Regions from separate parts of the Mus musculus genome. Here region 1 is linked to region 2. The links are chromatin contacts, called in public HiChIP or PLAC-seq maps. All regions are on one chromosome and are shown on one strand. The core of a region is the stretch at or near the end of the contact, and the rest is flanking DNA. Distances in the headings are between cores, read along the strand shown. Region 1 holds the start of Tagln3 (transgelin 3). Region 2 holds the start of Naa50 (N(alpha)-acetyltransferase 50, NatE catalytic subunit).

Region 1 (6,944 bases), core at 1,988-4,487, 1.6 Mb after region 2:
TCCCCACACACCTCAAGCATCCTGCCTCTTACATACTCCCTGCATTAGACTGTTCACCCTCTCATTTGCTCTAACACCCTATTGGTTTCCCATAGCTTTGATTCCTCCTCCTCCTCCATCCTCCTCTGCCTCCCTGGCATCAACAGTTAGTCACTGCTGTGACTCAACAGCTCATCCATGGTATAGATGAAGAACGCTGTGGCCTGTTGAGTACCCTCTTGTGCTTTAGCACTAGGACCTAGGGTGGAGTCTCAGGTCTGAGAGGTTATGAGCTCTCTGGCAGACACACATAACCAGGGGCAGGCAGGTGTCACTGTCTGTGGAATGGGGAGGTTGAAAATATTTCCTTCATAGTTCAGTGAGAAGAACTGTGTGACCCTGTCCAGAAAAGCTCTTATCTCTGGGCTGCTCGTGATGGAGAAGATCAGGGAAAAGAAACTGTTACTATCTGTGGAAAACCACCATAATTTTGACCTGGAAACCAAGCCTCAATCAGGACATCTCATGAAGAATTAGAGGAAGGTATCTATGAGGACTTAATGCAGTGGCTAGCATTTCAGATACTGGAGTTTCTGAGTAATAAATACAAGATCAATCCCCTGGCCTCTTCAGGTCAGAACTACTTACCCATTGAAGATGCATAAAACTCTCTGTGAATAGAGTCTTGAGGTAATGACCCTTAGAATACCCACACTTTGATCAAAGTTGCATTATTCCACTGTCACTGTCAGCAGAGCCATTTGGGTCACTATCTAGGAGATTCTGTTGGTTGCACTGCGATGACAGCCAGTGAGTGACAATGAGCATGTCAGTCAATCTGTCAGTTAGACAGTTAGTCTCTTTGTGCCTCAGGCAGGCCTACTCGTGGCTATATGAATTAATATGCACATTATCACTAAAAGGGACTTGAAGCCTTATGACTATTGGTCACTCAAATCCTTCAGCAATATCTTCATTCCACGTCATTTTCCCCAACAGTGGTGGATTGCTATCTATATATGTCCAGAGATAAGATCCAATCTAAGTAGCTTTGTGAGATTCTTCTCACTGAGTCAATTCACAAATGCGAGTGAAAAGTCATTTAGTAGTCTCCCTGAGCAGACTACTCATCTAGAAGATACAGTCACCATTCTCTAGATAATTGTTTAACAGAAAGATGGAGTGCTGTTTTTCTCCCTCAGATTGAATGACAGAGGAGCACCAGATGGCTTTGTCTGTAAGCCCCAGTGATGGTGAGTCAGGAGAACACTCACTCACTCCTGCCTCCTTTCTCTTCCACTAAGTGTGATTTGTGATGGAAGGCCGACTAGAGGAAAAGACATGCGTGTAGCCAGTTCCCTTCTTCTCTGTGGACACTTCCACTATCACACTTAGCCACTACTTGGCTGAGGTTCTTGCCCTAGCCTCAATATGTGTCCTTCTGTACGACAGGACCCCTACCCAGAAAGCATCACAAACAGGAAGGCCAGCACTGTCCCTGGGATGACAGCTGAGAACACACTTCCCCTCCCCCAAGCAGCACAGGGAATCCCTGTGTAAGTGGCTTTTGCAAATAGAGGACAGAGAAAAGAAGAGGTACTGGGACAAGAGTCCAGGGGAGACAGACCTAAAGCCAGGAGGGCAGTTTACCTTCCCAGAGATCCACTGTTTGAAAAATGTCAGTGGTCCTGACACCATAGACCTCGGCAGCTTTCAGGAACTGAGAGATTTGCTCCATCTGCTTAAAAGCCATCTTTGACTCTGAGATCTTGGGGATGGGTTCTTGCCCTGGTGGATATAAACTGTTTATCAGCTTGCACAGGACCTAAAAAGGGAGTGTGGGGGACAGAGGGTTAGTGTGTTTCCCTTTGCAATAAATGTCACAGGTCAGAAGTGAGTGGTGCATCTACACACACACACACACACACACACACACACACACACACACAGACACACACCCACACCACAGAAGACCCCCAGGGAGCCCATTCACAGACAATAGCTGACCACAATCTTGCAGCCAGAACCTAGTTCCCTCCTTGAAAATCCTGGATGATGAGGACATGATCTCCCATTCTTAATGGAGGATGCATTGGAGGCTCACGGGGAACCGGGAGGATTCTGATCTGCTCTCTGGGATCTGCTGTTTTCACTAACTCATCCTATCTAAGTTTGTGATGCGTCAAAGAACTGAATTGGGTCTTCTCAGAGACTCTTAGAAGCCAAGCCCTACGATGCCCAACAAATAGGTGGGATAGCAGTTATGTAACAGTAAATCACAGCTTGCCAGAAAAGATGGGCTTCTTTGACTTAGCTCAGCTGTCCTCCTGGAACCCAAACACACAGTATCTGGACAGAAAGGCACTTATCACATAAGGATTCCCTTCCTGTTCAGGGGAACTCATCTGCTCAAGAGATCCTGAGCACCTCCAAGGGATACAGCTTCCATGGAGGATGACAAGTTGGCTAGCCTGACCCCCTTCCTTTGTTTCACCGTGTAACCAGCTGGTTCCCTTGGGGGTAAGAACAGCCCAAGAAGGCTAAGGAGATCACACAGCAGCAGCGCTTAGCCCTACTCTGAATGGAAACATCAAAAGGGCTCCAGTTTTGCTTACAGCTCAGAAGGAAGCTTGAGTCTCATATAGGTGGAGAATCCTCTAAACTAGCTAGGAAATTGTGCAGAGAGCCCTCAGAATTGCAGCCAGCCCTGGAGAAATAAAGGCATGCTCATCTCTCCCGGTGAGACCCAGACCTTGGCAACAGGGGATCTCCCCGGGCCTCACATGGAAAGAAAAGGCCCTAGCAGGGTTTCCCTGCCCAGCGCCCCAACAACCAATATCCTTGCCCGCCTTACCGTCCCGTCCATCAACCATTTCTGAAAATGGGCCCTGCCCGGGGGCGGGTGCTCTATATCCTCAGCACACTGCAGGATGATCCAGTCCACCAGCTTGTTCTCCAGATCCGCGTCATACTTCTGCTCAATCTTCTCCTGCACCTCTCGGCTTAAGCCATAGCTCGGACCCCTGTTAGCCATCTCTGGAAGAGAAGAGAGGACACACGCGGCATCCACACAATAGCAGCCACAGGAGCCCCCGGGTTTCCTGAGAACCCGGCTGGGATGTGGCAGGGAGGCCGAACCCAGCAGCAGCAAAGCGGGCAGAAAGCCGGGCGTGGTTTAAAATCAAGGAGCCAATGAAGCCAATGGGGTTTCACCTACAAACGGGAAAGAAAAGCGCAGCCACGCGCCGCTCTGGACTCTAGAATAAAGCCCTGGCCAGCCCACGGGGGGCTGGAACCCCCCTTTCTCAGTCCTGCCTGTCAGGCAGACCGGATGATGTACATGGGACTCATTCGTGAGCATAAGCCCCCAGACAGACGGTGGGTGGTGGGCGATGGTTGCTTGCTTCCGCTCTCAGCAGCACTTTGCTAGAGATGCCCAGAGCAGGTAATTAACAGGCGGGAGAAAGGATGTCTCAACATTACGCCGCGGATGGTGCAGGAGATTGGAAGCAAGGCGCCCTGGATTTGATTTTCTCACGGCTAAGGAGGGTCAAACCAGGGCTGTTGCTAAGAGCGCCCCAAAACCAGCCCTCTCCTAGACAGGCCAGACCGCCTGCCTCCCGCTGGGAGCTTCTTTCTCTGCCGCACAATCCTTTCTTCTCCTCTGGGAAACCCAGCATTGTATCTGAGGCCCCACACAGCTGCCTGAGGGGACTTGGGCCTCTGGGAGGGTCCATTCTGCTAAGTGCCCATCTGCCAGGAATAGCCAAACCACTTTAACCTTGCACTGAAGGGACAGTTGTTACAGGACAGGATGGGGTCGGGATGGGGGTGACACTGGAAGCTGCAACCGTTTACTTAAGCTGTCAAGGCAGTTCCATCCAGAAACTTCCAACCCGTAGAAAACCTCTGGGCTTGGTTTGGCTCTATTCAAGGGATAAGTCTTATAAATGTTACTTTAAAATAAAATATATAAGACAAATTTTCTAATTAAACAGAAGTCTCTCCGTACCCTAAAAGTTTTGGTAGGTTGCATTCAGTGCACAGATATTCATGCAAGTAAAACGTTCATGAATATAAAATAAATATTTTAAATTAGTATTTTTTTAAAAGGTGAAAAAGTCTTAGAATCAGCAAGTAAACTGAGACTGGAACGTCAGACTGGCTCCAGGTAATAAAACACTGCTTTGCAAGGGTTTGAGGTTAGAGTTTTCAGTAATTTTAAGGGTCAGTTTGTAAATTCTGTCATCTTTAGTTACTGGGTTACATAAGTAAAAGTGACAAAGATGAAGTATCCAAAATGAATTGCTCTTTATTTTTGTTACACTTCCCAATAATTTATATTCTTGAAGATATTTGTATTCAAGTCTCTACAGAAGATAAACACTGTATAATTGTATGGTCCTGGGCTTTCTTCGCCACATTGCTTTCAGAGATGCCACAGCGGAAGTTTGAATCTGGTCCTGATGAGAATCCATATCCCAAGGATGGTGGCAAGTGCCAGCAGTAAAAAGCCAGTTATTAGGCACTTACCAACCTCACACTAATTTGCCATGCAAGGGAATTCGAATATTTTCAGGAGAAAGAAAACCACCAGATCATCACTGGATAAAAGGCAAGAGACTCACTCATCTGACTGATGTAGCTGAATTAATAGTGGTGCTACTTTACTGCAGAAGAACTCACAGGTAGGGTGGTATACAAAGGACAGAGGTAATAAAAGTTGGTCCTGCTACTGTCTGAGATCATTGGGCGACTGTTTTATAAGTCTGGCGCTCAGGAGAATCATCTAATGGGTAGAAACTTGAGTCATCTGCTTGGTAGGTAGGAGTTAAAACCATGAACCTGGGTGACGTTACTCAAGCAAGTAACATGAAAAGACCATCAAGGCCAGAACTAAAGGAAAATTAACATTACAAGTTGGGCGGGGGTGGGGGGGAGGGCGGAGGCCCTGAGGAATTCAGGCACCAAGTCCGAGCTGTTTGGGGATAAATAAATGATGCCATAAAAACAAGTTCAAACTCAAAAGTGCTTTAAAGAAAGAGATTGGAGCATCAGCAGAGGATTTCAAGGCAGTAAATTCTATCAATAATGCACAGGCAAAGCACTGTCATGGCAGGGACCGTAGGGACCAACCTCCTGGAGTAAGAGGGATGGGCTGAGTCAAGGGCTGCGAAGAGATGCTGAAGGCTACGAATGAAGACCCAGTGAGCTTCATTAATTGATGGAAGAAAGCAAACCTCTCAGTAAACCCCTGAATATACCAGTATAAACAAGGTAAAATGGGAAGTATCATGCTCCCTAAAATATATATTTACCTTAGAAACTTGCCTGCATTTTTCTAGATGTAGTCTCTATATTCTATTTCTGTCATAACTCAAGAAACTCTAGTTCCTGGGATTCAACGCCATTTTTTGGTCTCCTCTGGCACTTAAAAGCACGTGGGCACATGAATTCATGAAGATGCACACACATAAACATAAAACATATTTCTTCTTTTTTAAAAAAAAGAACTTCAAAAGAGTCAGTTAGCCCTCCATATATGAAGATTCCACATTGAGGATCCAAATTATATATATATATATATATATATATATATATATATATATATATATATATATATATATATATATATATGTGTGTGTGTGTGTGTGTGTGTGTGTGTGTGTGTGTGTGTGTGTGTGTGTGTATAAATAAAACAAAAACAAAAAGCAAGACAAAAAATCCAAACCCAACCAAATATAACCCAAAAACATAAACAAAAAGCATAACAAAATACCCTTGTGTGGACCTGGCATAGCAGTGCAGTTCATGCCTGTAATTTCAAAATTAGAAGGTTGAAGCAGGCCAGGCAGTGGTGGTGCACACCTTTAATCCCAGCACTTGGGAGGCAGGGGCAGGCAGATTTCTGAGTTCGAGGCCAGCCTGGTCTACAGAGTGATTTCCAGGACAGCCAGGGCTACACAGAGAAACCCTGTCTCTGAAAACAAACAAGAAGATTGAAGCAGGACCATGAGTTCAAGACCATCCTGGAAAAATAAATAAATAAAAGTGAGAGAGGTATTATGCTTTGAAAATGTAATTTTTCCTTATTGTCCCCTAAGAAATACAGCATATGAAATATATGTAATTGTCTTTGCATTGTATTAGTCTAAGTACTCTAGAAATGATGACATGTTCTAGGTGCTGGGCATGGGCTTTAAGCAAATACTACTCTGCTTTACACGAGGAACTTCAGCCTTTTGTAATTTTGATAGTCTCAGTGGTTGCTGGAACTAGCTCTGAAATAACAAGTAATAGCTGTATTTAATATTCACTCACTCTTTTTTCTTCTAGATAATGACTATTTGCTCTCTCTTTTTCTTTCTTTTGTTTCGCTTTGAGACAGGGTTTCTCTGTGTAGCCCTGATTATCCTAGAACTCACTCTGTAGACCAGGCTGGCCTTGAACTCAGAGATCCACCTGCTTCTGCCTCCCAGGTGCTGGGATTACAGGCGAGCACCACACACTTTTCCAGCTGTTCCAAATCCAGTGACCATTAGGCATACTCACTTTAGGGAATGGTTACACTCTTTTAGCTCTATCAACATGCTTTATAAAACTCAGCCATGCTCAGAGCTCTTTCTGCTTTAGATTTTTTTTTTTAAATTGGCTGCTTAGGGACTTGCATACCCTAAAAACACAAAACTGGAAACCATAATATGATCAAATGACTAGAAAAAAAAGCCCAAGTAATAGGAAACAACAACCAAAAAAAAAAAAAAAAAACAACTGAGTCATTGAGTTTTGTGTTGGCCATCAACACTGGGCACGGGGCCTACATCTAAGTGTGGTTTATTCATCCAGAGTGATTCCATTGGAGAACACTAAATTTCCCTTTGCAAGCAGCTGGAGCCAGCTTCTTGGTTAGGGATGAGAACTCCTGACCACTCCCACTCCAACCCTCTCAGTGCTGAGACTCTGTG
Region 2 (6,982 bases), core at 1,423-3,922:
CTATATTTATGCTTGTTATATAAACAGATCAATTCCTATTGTCTAGTCTGGATCACAAGCACAAACGGTAATGTGGGCAATGCAAAATCACTTGGGCAATATTGTAGTAAAAAGTATCAAATAGGCCAGTCTTTCTTTTTTGTTTTTTGTTTGTTTGTTTGTTTTGGTTTTTTGAGACAGGGTTTCTCTATATAGCTCTGGCTGTCCAGAAACTCACTTTGTAGACCAGGCTGGCCTCGAACTCAGAAATCCGCCTGCCTCTGCCTCCCGAGTGCTGGGATTAAAGGCATGCACCACTACGACTGGCTTAGGCCAGTCTTTTTATCTTGTTAAATCGTTATGAGTTTAAGGTTTTAGCTTTTAGCTCTCAAAAATAAGAAAATCTGGAAAGGGGGGGGGGGGAGCACCAATCAATGTAAGATAATCATTCCATCTTTTTCCTATTTTTTTTTCTTTCTAGTATGAGGGTTGGACCCAGTACACCAAGCTTACATGGAAGCAAGAACCATATCCCCGAGCCCCCAGCAGAGTTTAAAACAGATTCCTCAATTACATTGCAGAGAACTAAGATTTAACTGAAAATCTTATTTCCCCTAAGAAAATGTATCATTTGGGTTATAAAAGTCAAATCTGTGATTTTGTAAGGCCTTCGGCTTCAAAACAAGGAACGTTCTAAGTTTGTAGCACAAATAAAAGAGTTTAGCCCCAAACTGAAGAACATTCCTTCAGTCAAGTACATTGTTTGAGGTTTAAACATTGGCTACTACGGTGCACATAAAATGGAGTACAAAGGGTTGGGTAACCCTAGGCAAAACCATTTCTGTATTTTCACAAAATATTATGCACTCTCAAGTCTGAGAAGGGTCACTTGAATTTTTTAACAAATGCAAAAGCGAATTAAGAGCACAAGCATTACTTCACAAATTTTAAACTGACTGGGAAGGGCAATTATGTAGGACTTAAAAGAAATGTCAAAAAGGAATGACCCACAGGCAGAAAACATGAAGTCAGTAATGTCTAGACTCGATCTTCTAGTCTTTAAACTATACACACATGGATTTGGATTAATGATGTTTTCAGCCTGATCAGTTTCCGTAAAATTACTTCCCCTTCGGGAAAACCTCGTCACTTTCCCATAAGCTAGTCTGGGTCTCCAGCCCAACAAGGCAACACCACCTTTCATCACCTTCCCAACCAACCGAGACTGTCGCATTACCAACACCCTGTTCTGAGGAGAGTACAACCACCTTCTCTCCGAAAAAAAAGGTGTAAGGCCCGCTCTTACCCTTCCAGTCTCATCTGAAGACTCCCTGAACCTCTGCAAGGATGTCGGCAAACCCTTAGGATCACTGAGAACGCACATTTGTGGGGAAAGCCCTTCAGTGTGACTCTGCAGTGAGGGCCATCTCAGTGACATCCCCTCCCAAGCCTGTCTCACCGGAGACGCCTCTGCCTCCCGGGGTTTTCCTACCATCCGGATCACCCGGGCCATGGCCTTTCCCAAGGAAGGAGTTTAGGGGAATGGGATCCGTCGGTTGTTGCAGACCCCCAAGAAATAGCTAACACAATCCTACCACCTGAATCAGCCCCAAAGGCTCCAAATAGGGAACCATAATGGCCGTACTCGCTCTCAACCCAGGGAAAAGGTGGGCATCATAATCCCTAGTCAATGGACCACGGTGATGGTGAAGGGCCAGGGGTCTAGCAGAAATGAGCTCCTCGCCCGTGCAGGAGGACAACGGAAAGGGAGCCCCAAGCATCCGCAGGCCGCGATTCACACACCCTATCTGCTCTCACCCTGTCAATCGTCCCCACCAGCCACGAGTTACCTGTCGCACCTCACCTGCCCGGGCTCGAAATGCAGAAAGTGTACCTAGACGGGACCCAGAGGCTCTGTCACTGAGAGAGGGGAAGTCTTCAGCTGCAGGAGGCGGGCCAGTCCTAGCTAGTCATGTGTCCTCAAGCCCCACCCCGCTTCCCCTCGCCCGTCACGCCGCGTCTCGCAGGCTTAAATCTTTGCGGACCGCCTTGGATGTGAATGGTTCCGCGACTTCAGAAAAGCGTTAGTTTCTTTTTCTTTTCTTTTTCTTTTTTTTTTTACAATGACGGGGGTTACAGAAACTACAGTACAGAAGACGAGGATGGCAAGGGTTAAAGTGCATTGCTAAGGAAGTGACGCTAAGTCACGCTCTAGGGACCGGAAATGGCCATGAGTCCCGCCTCTAAGGCCCCAGTAAAATCCTGGGCTGGAAGACGTTAAGCCTATCACGTGATTTAAAAAAAAAAAAACCCTGTGAGGTTTGCCTGCTGGAGGATCGCCAAGTTATCCGGACCCATCACTACCTTTTGAATTTAAAACACATTTACTGCAAGTTCCCATGGGCTTTCTTACATTGAGAAGAATCCGTTTTACAAAACCCTATTAGTCGGCCAGAGGGTTTGAAGGTCACTGGAGGGCTAGAAAGGAATCGGGGTGGGGGGCGGGAAAGGCTGATCCTGCTGGCTTGAAAGCGAGAGAAGGGTGGAAAGATCCGGATTTTGCCGCCGGAGCCTACCAAGCCAGATCCCCTAGAGAGTGTCGCAAAGGGTGGGAGGAGCTAGCGGGCCGTAGGCCCGGCCCCTGGAGAGCGGGGGGCGGGGAATCCTGGCGGCGCGGAGCACTGCGCCTGCGCGCGACGCGGCGGCCGCGCCGGCGCGTTGAGGGGCGGGGTGAAAGGTCACAGCGCGGCGGCGGGTCTGGCTGGCGGCAGCTGCGGGCGGGAGCCGAGTGTCCCGAGTGCACGTGTGGAGGAGCGGCGGCGGCGGCAGCGCGGCGGCAGATTTCCCCGCGTCTCCCGGAGCCTCAGGGCCTGGCTTGGCTTCTCAGCCAAAAGACCGGCGTGTGGGGTTGAGTGGTCTGAGCTCAGGGCGCGGGCGGAGAGCTCCGGGCGACGAGGACGACGGCGTTGGCGGCGGCTGTAACGACGGCCTCAGCAGACGGGGAAGATGAAAGGGTGAGGAAGGGCAGCTGGCGGGGGTGTGGGGGGGACCCCGGCGGCCGGGGCCCAGGAGAGGGGCGTGGGTCGATGGACAGGGAGAGCGCTGCGGGGAAGAGACGCGCGCGAAGCCCGGGCGGAGGGTCATGGCCGGGCTTCCCCGGTCCCGCGGCTCCCGGAGGGGGGCGGAGGCTAGGCCGGCTGTTGGCGGGCTGAAGGGCCGACGGAGGCAAGGGCGCGAGTCCACGGTTTCACGTGTGTGCACCGCCTGAGATCACGGGGAGGAGGAATGAGGCGCCCGGGGGCCTCTTCCCGGGAGCGCACCACCGAGCCACCTGAAGGTGCTCCTCCAGATCCGGGAACGGCGCTGTGGCCGCGGGCTTTGACACGTTGCGGGTTTTCTTAAGACTTGTGGGCCGTGCAGAACCTTCTGGAGGGAAAAGGAATTGGAATAAAGAGCACGGGGGATGAGTGCTAGGAGCTAGTGACTCAACGGACTTGGGTTGGGTCAGAGCGAGTGGAGGAAGGCGGGCGGTCGGGAGGGGAGGGGGAATAAACTGGAGCGGTGTAGACTTTGGGGTGCCAAAATGTTTAAGGAAGTAGCCATGGATCAGTAGGTGGAGCTATTGCTTCAGTGGTGTGTGTGTGTGTGTGTGTGTGTGTGTTGCCCCCCCCCTCCAGTGCAAGGAGGAGAGCTGCTGCTTTTGCTCTTCGTTAGCAAAGTTGAGGTTTAATCTTGCAAATCTTCCGTAACATTAGAAGTTATTTTGGTTTAACTGTTCCCGTTTGATAGGAAGTATTTCCTTTCCATTGATTTATATACTGTTACAGTATTTAGCGTCGCGAGTTTTGGAGGTTGCCTTTACTTACAGTCATTAGAAGAAAAAAAAAGAAAGCTTAAACATATTAAACGGTCTTTTCTTTCTAAGTCAGCTGAAAATTATAACTACAGTTTCAGTTAGTTGTTTATTCAACATCGTTTTATGGAGAGCGAAGTAAGTCGTTTCTCCAAACAAGCTTGTTCTGTGTAAAATGAAGGTCCCATACCTCTGAAATGATTCTGAGAAAGTTTTGATTTTAAATCTAAATAGAAAACATTTTTTCTAAACTCTGGTTTGCTTTAAATGTTAGTTTTTCATTCGGTGTTTTTTGGGTTTTATTTTTGGCATTTTTGGGGGGATGTTTGCTCCACCTGAGCCATGATCCAGGATGCTTGGTAATTTTTAAAAATATGATCCAGTTATTTTTAGGAAGTTTTATTTTTCTAGTAGAGTACGACTTTGATGCTGTCATTTTTTTCTACTCATTGCTACACACTCAGAACATACTTGTCATGTTCTGTTATAGTAAAAGCAATGAAGATAACAAGACTAAGAAATTATTCTGGATGTTTAGGTTAAAAATATTGGGTCTAGTTCAATTTCAAGTGTAGGATTAGTCTTTCTGATACTTGACAATAGAAATGGAACCACACCGTGGTGCTGTTGGCAGTCTATTGGAACTTTTATCTAGTATACTCTTGAAGCAATTCTACTTTATTAACTAACTGGAGTTCTTGGAATTGAAGCAAAGTATTCGGTGCTCTGCAAGTACTCTGCCACTGAGCTACGTCCCCAGCACTTTATTTTGAGGTAGAGTCTCACTAAGTTGCTCAGGCTGACGCTGAACTTGGCAACAATCTTCTTGCCTCCCTCAGCCCTTTGAGTTGCTAGTATTACGGGCTTGAGCCACCAGCACCAGCTGGCTCTTTGTATTTAAATAGATATTTAAGTGTAACACGATGGAGGCAGATGCCTAGAAATGCGTTACTGGGCAAACTTGGAATTGTTGAATCCATATTTTAGGCCAGTAGTTAGGCTCAAAATTAAGACTCCTTAAGTAAATTGTTTTATTTTTTTAGGGTTGAGGGCTTAGAATTGGGTTCTGGACTAAACAACTTTTAAGATGATTTCACAGGTATATTTGATTTTTCCCTAACTAACTCCCAATAAGCACGGGACTTAAAATTTTCCTTTCCTTCCTTTTAAGATACTAAAATGAGATCAGGGTATAGTGCAGTTTTACTTTGTTGTTTTGTTTTATTAAGATGTTAATGTCCTTGAGATACAGAACTTGTATAAATGTCTTCTGTATTCAGTCTCCAGACTCTTCATTGGAAAGACTCTATTCCATGAATTTTCTTTGAAGTTTTATTTGCTAAAGTTTTATTGTATATTGAGCTTACCAAACATAGTTAAATAGATGAATCTGAAGTTTAGAAAACTGAAACACCCCCTCCTATGATTTAAATTTTGGGCATTGAAACTTTTTAAGCTTACTTTTAAAAATGTTTTTATTTCATATTTTTTACTTTAGTATTCTTATTAGTAATAGCAACAGGATATCCAGTTGTAAATCATGTATTTTCCTTATCTCCATAGTAGATAATTTTGCAATTAATAACTACTGTATTTTTATGTGCATATCTAGAAAAACGAGAACTACATTATTAGACTATTTGCTCTTTCCAGTGAGGTCTTTTTTTTTTTTTTTATGGACCAAAGACTTGGCTTGAATTTGTGGTTGGTAAGCTGATTTCTTCCCCCCCCCCCCCCCCCCCCCCCCCCGGCAGGGTTTCTCTGTGTAGCCCTGGCTGTCCTGGAACTCACTCTGTAGACCAGGCTAGCCTCAAACTCAGAAATCCACCTGCCTCTGCCTCCCAAATGCTGGGATTAAAGGCGTACGCCACCAAAGCCTAGCTGATTACTTTTTATCTGTTACTCCTCTCTGGGGGTGATGATATTCAGTATGCCACAGACAGCAATGACTGGCCCTGTAATTCGTTGTCAGTGTTATAGAAAATACAACTAAATGCACTTATCCTTCAATTATAATAAAGAGGTACAAATTAGTTTTAATAAAAATGCCTTTAAATAAAATATGAATGCTAAGTGGACCAAAGTAAAGATGAAAAGGTAGGTAGGAATAATATAAATACAGAGCAAAATAAAATGCTGTTGAAACTTGGCCAACTGGGGAACATAAGATTCTATAGTTATAAATGAAGCTTTGTTGATAAATACAAAATAGTCGTTATGTATACTGGGAACAAGCCCAGGAAGTCTTCTGTGTCTTTATCTAGGTGTTTGTTACATAGAAAATAGAGAACAACATTTGTATCTGTGTCTCTTCTCAATCAGGGTGGGGCCCCAAACCTTCAGATCCATCCTTTGCCCTTACTGTTTGCTACTGAGCCTGGATACAAAGTATATCTTGTATACCATTAAAACTTTTTGAAGAAACTGAATAGCAGCAGGTCATATTTTGCTTTTTGTGTAAACCAGAAATTTGTTGTCTGTTGATTGAGATAGCAATCTATTTTTTTTTCCCTCCCTGATATGCGGTTTCTCTGTGTAGCCTTGGCTGTCCTGGAACTCACTCTGTAGACTAGGCTGGCCTTGAACTCAGAAATCTACCTGCTCCTGCCTCCCAAGTGCTGAGATTATTAAAAGTGTGTGCCACCACTGCCCAGCCAGATAACCAAATTTTAGCAAATACCTTATGATGCCTCCTTTGCTGTGTTGAGAGTTTTGAAATATACAATCATGATTTTTTTTAAGTGTATCTTCTAATTGAAGAGGTATCCACTTTGGTGAGTGCGGGGTTGTTACTATAGTGATTTCTTCTTTCCTAAAATGGTGGACAACTTTTAATAAAGCTGCAGCTAATCAATCAATGAATAAATGAATAGGGGTTTCTGTGAGTATCAGTATGAAATTCAGTTGGTAATATGCTTGCCTAGCAAGCATTAAACCCCAACACTGAATAACTGGATATGGTGGTGCACACTGTATTCCCTCCCAGCACATAGAGATCAAAGTATCAAGTTCAAGGTTACATAGTAAATTTAATGCCAGCTTGGAATACATGGGGCACTGTGAGAAAAAGACATTTTCCCTACATGCAAAAATCATCCAAGAGGCTATGGGGTTTTTTTTTCTGCTTTATCATAATTTGCATAGTTCTTA

What was found. HiChIP or PLAC-seq counts read pairs in DNA pulled down with a chosen protein or histone mark.
Region 1: a contact with region 2 is called in an H3K4me3 HiChIP or PLAC-seq map of embryonic stem cells, with 5 read pairs. The contact joins the promoter of Tagln3 here to the promoter of Naa50 in region 2. A contact is called at or near these places in 1 of 39 promoter capture datasets (liver) and 2 of 115 datasets of contacts at active chromatin or transcription factors (embryonic stem cells and large pre-B cells).

What each region holds. Positions count from the first base shown.
Region 1 is chr16:45,721,294-45,728,237 of GRCm38.p6, forward strand. Tagln3 (transgelin 3) reads right to left here and starts at 3,238. Exons shown (of 4, transcript NM_019754.3): 1 at 2,834-3,238; 2 at 1,630-1,804. The coding sequence starts at 3,013.
Region 2 is chr16:44,137,119-44,144,100 of GRCm38.p6, forward strand. It overlaps Naa50 (N(alpha)-acetyltransferase 50, NatE catalytic subunit), which reads left to right and starts at 2,673. Exons shown (of 5, transcript NM_001347239.1): 1 at 2,673-2,993. The coding sequence starts at 2,986. Atp6v1a (ATPase, H+ transporting, lysosomal V1 subunit A) reads right to left here and starts at 2,141. Exons shown (of 15, transcript NM_007508.6): 1 at 1,844-2,141.